2 separate regions of the Pan troglodytes genome follow, and region 1 is linked to region 2. The links are chromatin contacts, called in public HiChIP or PLAC-seq maps. All regions are on one chromosome and are shown on one strand. The core of a region is the stretch at or near the end of the contact, and the rest is flanking DNA. Distances in the headings are between cores, read along the strand shown.

Region 1 (4,480 bases), core at 1,851-4,350, 87 kb before region 2:
AGCCTGGATGACAGAGCAAGACTCCGTCTCAAAAAAAAAAATAAAAAAGGAAAAAAAAAAGAAAGGCATGATCCCAGAGAGTTTCCAAACCTCTTTATTGAAATGAATGCTCTGATTCACACGTCTCAGTCGTTGGCCCACGGCACTGAGTGAGATAAGGTATGTAAAGCTAGTGAGCTAACACCTCTCTCCATATTGACACACATACACTCACCATGCATTGAAATACACTGACACACCAACACATGCCAAAACACACACTGACACACTGAAACACACAACGCAGAACACACCAACTTGCACACATGGACACATACTGACACACACCGGCAGACACAATCACAAATACAAACACAAGTAAACCCATGCCAACACACACATTGACACACAGATGTACAGACACACAGCTAGCACACACCGACAATACACACGAACACACCGACACATCTACTCACACATCAAGACCAACACACACACTGACCCACACCCCACCGAAGGAGGCTGGAGGCCCAGGCCCCAGGAGGGACTTGTAGCCGCAGGTGGGCAGGTATTGGAGGAACCAAAGGGTCCCAGGAGACTTGAATTAAGCACTTAGTTCAGGTCTTCGAGGTTCAGCGTTTTGGAAGAGGAGGCCGCAGTGAGGTTCTGGTAGTCTCTAGGGACAGGAGGGCCGAATGGGGCATATGGATGAGACACCAAGGATTCCGTGCTCAGGTGCCCCCAGCGCTGGGCCGGTAAGTACGGAGCTTCAGTCCGCGAGGAGTGCTAAGGCGGGCGGGGCAGTGCGTGGGGGATTCTCCCGGGAGACCCGCAGCCCTCCAGTCCCCTCCCGTTCCGGCAGCAGCTTTCTGCTCTGGCTTCCAAATTCTCCCCTTTTGTCCCACCACCACCCAAACCCCAAGTCCAGATCGGGGCTAGTGACCTCGGGGCCTTTCAGTCCACCTCGCCCTAGCCTTTGCCAGGGAAGAGCCCTGTCCCAGACACCCAGCCTGGAAGCCGCCAGTCACCTCTGACTCCCCGCCCCCATGCGGTTGGGGCCCAAGCCTCACCGTGGTTCCTCAGATATAGCACTGGTCCCCCGTGTCACTGCCAACCCAGTCCAGGGCTCAGGCCCTGCCCCAAAGCTCCAGAGAGTCTGAAAGACTCCAGCTGCCCCTCTTCCTTGCCACCGCCATCCGCCCTATGGCCTGCGCCTTCTGTCTCGCGGAACTCCTCTGCGCTGATCCCTGATTTTGCCAGGCTCTTCTCTTTAGGCCGCTCCTGGGTCTCCAGCACAATGAAGGCGCACAGTGGCGCTCCCTGAATACTTGGCTCTTCATGACTGTCCTTACTGCTATTCCCTCACTGTGTCTCTTCTTTCTTCTCCCCGCCCCCCTCGCACGCATCCAAGTTCTCTGCCCTCCGCTTAATAGAGTGCCTCCTGACTGCGAGGCCCTGCACTCGGCCCTGGGATGCGTTTGCTGAGTCCTTGTTCTCCAGGCGCACAGGGTACATACATAAAGGGCTTCCCGAGAGAGTGTGAGAAGCTCCATCCAGCAGGTGGAACCAAGTGCCAGGCATGCTCTTCTTTGGCTACTCCATTTTCTTGTCTTCCCTGACTTCTCCGAGACCAGGGCCTCTGGATCGAGTCCCTTCTTCCTCTCTCTCCCTGGTTCCTTCTTTTCTTTTTCCCTCTCTCCTGCCTCCTCCTCAGCTGCTCCAGCCTTGGGCCTCTACGGGGTCATCTTCCATGCTCCATTGGGGCCCCCTCTTGGGCCCGGGTTTCCTCCATAGGCTCGTCATCCCCTCCCCCATCTGGGGTCCCTCTGGCGGGCCCAGGTCTCTCTCCCACACCAGGGAACCTGCCCTTTTGAGGAGTGGAATGTACTGTCCCTCCCGCTGGGGCCTCGGGCATGCCAAATCAGCCAGCGTGCTCCAGTGACAGGGAGCTAGCAAGAGGCCAGTCCCAGGAGGCAGGGGAGGGCGCCAAGGCCGGAGAAGTGGAGAGGTGCCCACGAGAGAGGACCCGCGGAGGTGGGCCACGGGGATAAGGAGGGCGGGCGGGCGCACCCCTGCCTTCGGAAGTTCTCTCCTCTGCGCCCTATTGGCCGCCTTGTCCCGGGCTGAATGAGGGTCAAGGAGAAATCAGGGGGCGGGACAGAGTGACTGGAGGCCGCTCCCCGTCACCCGCCCCTCCATTTCGCTCCATAGAGCTGAGAACCTTCATCTCCAGCCCCTCCTCTGGTACTAGAAGGGGTGGGTGGTCTGAGTCTCTGGTCTTGCTGAGCGTCTAGGGCTGGGTCGGAGAGAGGAGGCGTGGGTTCCGTCTGTACTAGGTACCCGAAGGTGGTGAGCTTGGCTCCACGAATTACAGCCCACAGCACCCAAGGCTTGGAAACCCCAGGGCAGAAGCAGCGTCTCAAGACCTCTAGCCTCGGACCCCACATGCCACAGCTCAGCTCAGTTGCCGGGCTGCAGTGCGGCTCCCCCCACGGGCCCCCTTTCTAAGCTGTACTGTGGAGCGGCAGGTGCCGCAGGCCTCCCCAGTACCTCGGCCGCAGCTGCACTCCCGGGCCATGGGGGGAGGGAGACACGACAGTGGGGCATCGAGACTCCAGCGGCCAAGGCGCACCCATCTAAGCACCTTGGGATCTCGGTGGAAAGGAAGGGGGGTAACGGGGGCCGGGAGGAGAACTGCAGAGCTCGGCCGCTGAGCAGAGTATGGGAGGGGGGAGGGGCGGGGGCTCCCTTCCAGCCTTCGGGGTCTGGGGACTTAGGGATGTAAAGGAGAGCAGGGGGGTGTGACAATTCAGCAGAGGTCGGGACGTACCACGGAGCCAAGTGGCGGGGGGGCAGAGGACGTGGTCACCGAGGGGAGCCCCCGCCCCCCTTCGTAGAAGCCTATGGCTGGGGTTGCAGGAAGAACTGGAACTGGGCTGGCCATAGGGGGAAGCGGCGCGTTAAATCCGCCCCCTCTCCATACCCTACTTTCAAGGGGTGGGCGGTAGAGGGGAGGTTGGGGTTGGAGCAGCGGCGAGGGGGCCCCTCCCTTGCACCTCCCCCCACCGGACTTGGTCGCGCCCGAAGTGTAACACTTTCTCTTTGTCGGAGGAGCTCCTCTGTTTCCTGTGCAGTAGCTCCCGTTGCGGCGGCACCCGTGGCAGCCCTGGCGGACGCAGGAGCGATGGCAGCGACCGATATAGCTCGCCAGGTGGTAAGTGCAGAGCTTGGGTGGCAGGGCCGGGGCCGAGGGCCTGGGGAGGGTCAAGGAGACCTGGCCGCCGCCGCCACATCGCGAGGAGGGCAGTGGGCAGCATCCAGGAGCCAAGGGCACGGTGGGACTTCTGCTCCCGGGGTCAGCAGCTCAGTCCCTCAGCCTGTCCCGGAAAACGGTGGTGACGCGCGGGGGGCGGGGGGCGGCAGGGGGGCAGGCAAAACCTGCGGGCCGGCGGCTGAACTTGCATTGCCCAAGAGCCGCAGTGAGCGCCGCCGCCTCCCTCGCTGCAGCTGCGGCCCCACGGCTGGGGCGTTGCCGAATGAATGGCCGTAGGAGCCGCCGAGCCCTCCGGGTCCCTGGCACCCTGGCCTTGCCGCGCCCCTGCGCACGGCTGCCCGTTGTGACCCGGGACCGCACAGGCAAAGAGGCGCGGGGCTGGGGTTAGCCTGGGGCAGAAGGCGGTGAGTGGCGAGGGGGGCGGGGAGGTGACTGGCTGGGATAGGGTTTCTCTATATGCATTACATATGTGACTGCGTCTGTGTGTGTATCGGTGTGCGCGTATGTGTGCACGCGCGCGCGCTCGTGTCTTCCCGGGCGGGCGGCGGCGGCGCCGGGGTTCTGTCTGTGACCCAAAGAAGTCCGCCTGTTTCTCTGAGTGTGCTCACCTCTGTGGTGTGTGTCCGAACGCCTCTCTGTCTGCTTGTGCTGTGTGCCTCTGGGTCTCATTTGTGCGTCAGTGTGGGGTGCAGTTGGCTGGCCTGTAGGTGGCTGGCTGCGTATTTTGGCATGTTTTGGAGCGGGCCTCTGAGGATCTGTCTCGGGTGCATGTTCAGTGTAACTGGGCTTGTGTGCCAAAACCTGTGGAGCTGGCTTCTTTCTATGGAGACTCAGGAAAATAAGTGTGAGACTCGCAAAAGCGGTGCCGTCTCTTTTTTTGTTGGCGACCGACTCTGGGGAAAAAAAGAAAATCTTCATTTAAAGAACTGAAGTTTTCCAGCCTGGGATGTGCAGAGAAACCATGTTGAAGTGACCTGAGGCTCCATGTTTGTTTTTTAAACCAGAAGTTTGGTTGCAAAGGGCGATGAATTCCATTTGGGGGGGACACCCTAGCTATTCTATTCATCCATGGGTATCTGGGACTTTAATAAGCCCACCAGCACCCCGAGGTGGGGAAGGAGTGGGAGACAGAGGTAGGTCAAATCCCATGACACCACATACTACTTGACGAAAATCTCCGAACCACATAAAAATGTTTTTCAACCTTGTAGCTTACTTATTTAGGAA
Region 2 (4,894 bases), core at 1,988-4,487:
CTGAGACTACAGGCGTATGCCACCATGCACGGCTAATTTTTGTATTTTTAGTAGAGATGGGGTTTCACCATGTTGGCCAGGCTGGTCTCAAACTCCTGACCTCAGGTGACCCGCCCGCCTCGGCCTCCCAAAGTGCTGGGATTACAGGCATGAGCCACCGCGCCCAGCCTTCTGGATTGTTTAGGATTGTAATGGCAACCTTTATTATCTATGCCTACACCTCTCTTCAACTAATGTATTTCTTCTCAGGGGTTTTAACTCCTGCTCACTGAGAAACCATCTGTGGCTGTGAGAAAGGAATGGGCTAAAATAGATTGGCTGATGGATTTTTTTGTAATCAGAAGGATACCAGGGAGAGAAGGACATGGAGAATCCTGGAAATTTGTGTTCTATGGATGAAACTGCTTATTCCTTAGTGGGATTTACAAATGGAATCCTGTTATGGTTGTTCCAGAGCAGATGGCCTCTTACATCAGTTCCAACACCTTTTATTTTGTAATCCAATTTCAAAAGTCAGATTACAATTATTTGTTCCTATACAACGGAAAAGTTTTAATCCAGGCTGAGAGGAAGTAGTTTATCTTTTCACAGATTGTTTTCTAGGAAAGATGTATATTTATTACAATGCTGATTTTGGTGAAAGTTGGCAACTTAGGCTATGTCTTAGTCCATTTATGCTGCTATAACAAGATACTGAGACCTGAGACTTATAAAGAATATATATTTATTTCTCAGAGTTCCAGAGCCCGGGAAATCCAAGATTAAGGCACCAGAAGGTTCAGTTGTCTGGTTGGGGCAGCTCTCTGCTCTCTGCTTCCAAGATGGTGCCTTGTTGCTGCATCCTCCAGCAACAAGGGGAGAGGAGTGTTATATCCTCACATGGCAGAAGGCAAAGGGCAAGTGACCAAACACCGATTAAAGCCTCTTTCATTAGGGCCTTAATCCCATTCCTGAGGGAGGAGCTCTCATGGCTTAATGACCTCTTAAAGGCCCCACCTTTTAATACCATCACATCAGCCATTAAGTTTCAACACTTAAATTTTGAAGGGGACACACTCAAACAATAGCAGGCTGAAATTAATCTAATTATAAAATAACAAATCAGCTTAAAATGCAGGCTCCAAGGAAATGATTTTCACTGGGTTGAGACAAAAGGAAGAGCTTCATTTATTTATGCATTTAATTCAACAAATATCTCTGGAGTGCCTGCAGGATCAAGGTGTAGGTGCTAAGACTAAAACAGATGAGTTCCATGCTTTCATGTAACTGACATTCCAGTGGAATACAGCAAGAATACAAAAAGGAAAGAAAGTGTTTTTTCTCTGTTGTCCTGAAATTGATTACAAGCTGGGTGGGGAGAAATAGCCCTATGTAAAACCAAATGTGCCACCAGCAGTAGGACCACTGGATGAGGTGGCTTTGACTCAGTGCCCTCTTTAACTCTCTAATGACATATTTCTAACTATATGACACCTTATGCGTAGGGGTGTATTGGACTGAGAAGAGCAGAAGATAACAGCACTTTTCAGTTTCAGAATTCTGTATTTCCATGTCTGTCTTTCTCTATGGTGGGCATTCAGGTTTATTGAGGTAATGTTAGTCTCTAAACCATCAAATCAAAGAATATAGTACTACGAAGGAAGGTTAGAGATAATAAATTCAAGTAATGATTGTACGAGTGAGAAAAATAAGGCCACAGAGGTGAAGTGTCTTGCCGAAGGCTGTAGAGATAGTTGTTGGCAATGATGAGATGAGAATTTAGGTCACCTGACTCCTCATCTGGTGTTCCCCCAGTCATTTGCCTTTGCACTGCTCTGTTTTCTTTCTTTCTTTTTTTTTTTGAAACGGAGTCTCACTCTGTTGCCCAGGCTGGAGTGTAGTGGCGCGATATTGGCTCACTGCAACCTCTGCCTTCCGGGTCCAAGCGATTCTCCTGCCTCAGCCTCCGGAGTAGCTGGGATTACAGGCGCCTGCCACCACGCCCGGCTAATTTTTGTATTTTTAGTGGAGACAGGGGTTTCACCATGTTGGCCAGGCTGGTCTCGAACTCCTGACCTCAAGTAATCCTCCTGCCTCGGCCTCCCAAAGTGCTGGGATTACAGGCGTGAGCCACTGCACCCAGCCTGTTTTATTTTCTTCACAGCATGTATCACCTTGTGAACTTTTTAAAAACATTTCGATTGTTACCCCAATAAACATGAATGCCCACCACGGAGAAAGACAGACGTGGAAATAAATTATGAAAGTGTGTAAAGTGCTGTTATCTTCTGCTCCTCTCAGTCTAATACACCCCTAACATAAAGTGTCATATAATTAGAAATACGTCATTAAAGAGTTAAAGACGGTAGTGTGTTAAAGCCACCTCATCCAATGGTCCGGCTCCTGGTGGAACATTTAGTTTTATGCAGGGCTATTTCTCCCCACCAAGATTGTAGTCAATTCCAGGACAACAGAGAAAACCCACTTTCTTTCCTTCTTTTTTGTACTCTTGCTGTATTGAGCACACAGTAGGTGCAGTGTAAATTCCCGCCGACAGACACTCATTGATTAACTGCTTTCGTGACACAGGTTGGCAGATAGGGACTGAAGTTATTGAGTGAAGCTGACTCCGGGTGGAGTGATACATTTGGCTACAGTGATTGAGCGGCTTGCTACCTTGCAGTACCCTCTTCTCTGGGCCCCTTTTGTATCTTGTAATCTTTTGCACTTAAGTTGATACGTGAAATACAGACGTGCAATCGTGATCAGAACTGTGTAAACAGTATCTGTGTTCGTAATTGGGATACAGTATGGACTTGAAACTGGCTAACTTGAGAAGCGGCGCTGTGGATGATTTTCTTGGCAAGTGTTTCATTTTTACTACGTTTCCGCAGTAAGCTATTACACAGAGCTAATGATGCACGATGCACAGAGCATTTCAAGCTACTCTCTGAAGAAAAGGCACCTCGGGGAACTGACTGTTTTGTTTTGTTTTAATGTAAAGTCCAGTGCAGACCTAAATCCCTTACAAGGAACATGGTCTCACTGTCGCGCCGCTTAAAAATCCAGGGAAAAGTGTCAGACCAGCCGTGGGCTACCAACATTCATCTGAGGGCACCTTCTAACCATATTCTCGAACCTCAGAGAACCTTCCTAAATTCCCTTTCTGGAGTCCCCGCCCTCCGCTTGTCACCGTAGTGCGTCAAAGGCCCGTAGTCGTCACTGGAGGGAAAAAAGTACGTCGCGCGAGATTCTGCGACGGGATTTGGAAGTTAGGGAACAGCCGCGGCGCAAGCGCACTGGCCTCACAACCCCGGACGGCACGCGGGTAGGTAGGCTAGAACCTAGAGGAGGGGAGCAGAGCGTGCTGGGGTCTTTTATCGCTCTCCGCGCAGTGCGTGGGTCTGCGGATCCGTGGAGGTGCGGAGCCTGACTCGGCCTCCCCGGCTCGCGCGTGAGTGCGGCGGAAGCCCTTCTGCTCCTCCACGAGTTAGAGGAGTGTAGGGGACGTGCATCCCAGTGTCGGGACGCGAGCTCGTGCTCCTCTTTTCCTCCTAACGGTGGCCCCCACGCACACACTCCAGTCCCCCCGAGAGTTGATCTTCTCCCCTCAGCGCGCCCCTCCTTACCCGGCCCCTCCCACCGGCCCCCCGTTTCCGCCCGCTTGCTAGCTGCCTAGCTCGCGGTCTGTAGTCGGCTTCGTCCCTGGGGTCCCTGCTTGGGGGCGGAGAAGATGGCTGGAGGACGTCTGCTGTTGGGGGGCGACTTCCTGTCGCCGCCGCCGCTGCCCCCCCTCCCGCCGCCGCCGCTGCCGCCCCTCCCGCCGCCCCCGCCCGAGCCAGTGCTGGAGCAGTGGCGCTATAGCCACGAAAGTGACTGGCAGTGGGCTCTGCGGCGCAGCTTCATCTGTCGGCACCTGCACAGCTATCCCGGGGCTGCCCTCGACCAGCTCCTCGCGCTCTCCGCCGCCTGGACCAACCACGTCTTCCTGGGCTGCAGGTGAGGAAGGTGTGGGTGTCGGGTTAGGGACGGGGGTGAGAGATCGGTGATGGGGGATCGGGTTAGGGACGGCGCTGGAGGGATCGATGATGGTGGTTGGGATAGGGACGGGGGCGGGATGCGGAGGATAGGTTGGAGGCTGGAGATTTGGAGGTGCTGGAGGGCACTAGAGGGATCACTATTGGCCTGGGGGTGGGGTGGCCGACTGTGGTGGCTGGGCATGACATAACAGCTAGGAGGGTGCAGAGATCGCGGAAGCGGCCTCTCCAGGACCAGGGATGGAGATGAAGCAGCGCCTAGAAGAGGATTATTGAGAGGTGGTCATTGTAGTTGGTGGCGGTATTAGAGGACGTGGGAAATGATGAATAGCAGCATCTCGGACCTGCGTAGGGCCTTCCAAGGATGCAGTATCCGCAGAGAATATATTCGACAGTTGGGGTTGTTGGGGAAGGGCGAGGGGACCCCACTGTTCTAGTCTCCTCCTGACCACTCTCTTTTTCCATTCCTCTTAAATACCCCCCTCTACTTGCAGCCCCCTAGCAGGGTCTTACTGTCTTCTCCTGGGGAGGCGGTACGTATCAGCTCTCTGAGCCGCAGCAGCGTCAGCCTTGCTTGTAGATTTGCGCATAATGTGTCTGGACTCAAACAAAGAAATGGATATATCTACTGTAAAAATGGATTGCCCTCTTTTTACCCTAAATGGGATCAGAAGGATTAACATTTGGCTCTGAGTGAGGTTTTAGGTGTGTGTGTCTGTGGTGGGGGTGGGGGTGTGTGTGTGTTTGTTTTTCCCCCCTTTCCTAGAACCTGGTGACGTTTTGAACAGGCCTCTTTGAAAGCTCTTTGCATTCAATGGAGACTGCAGTATGGTTCCAAAGCAGCGTGTTTTGTTTTGTTTTGTTTTGTTTTTTTGAAG

Evidence for each region. HiChIP or PLAC-seq counts read pairs in DNA pulled down with a chosen protein or histone mark.
Region 1: a contact with region 2 is called in an H3K4me3 HiChIP or PLAC-seq map of stem cell-derived excitatory neurons, with 5 times the contacts expected there. The contact joins the promoter of SEPTIN6 here to the promoter of NKRF in region 2. A contact is called at or near these places in 1 of 7 Hi-C or Micro-C datasets (stem cell-derived neural progenitor cells) and 1 of 1 datasets of contacts at active chromatin or transcription factors (stem cell-derived excitatory neurons).

What each region holds. Positions count from the first base shown.
Region 1 is chrX:117,207,638-117,212,117 of NHGRI_mPanTro3-v2.0_pri, reverse strand. SEPTIN6 (septin 6) reads left to right here and starts at 3,100. Exons shown (of 10, transcript NM_001302399.1): 1 at 3,100-3,193. The coding sequence starts at 3,164.
Region 2 is chrX:117,120,674-117,125,567 of NHGRI_mPanTro3-v2.0_pri, reverse strand. NKRF (NFKB repressing factor) reads left to right here and starts at 3,237. Exons shown (of 3, transcript XM_009439568.5): 1 at 3,237-3,978. The coding sequence starts at 3,713.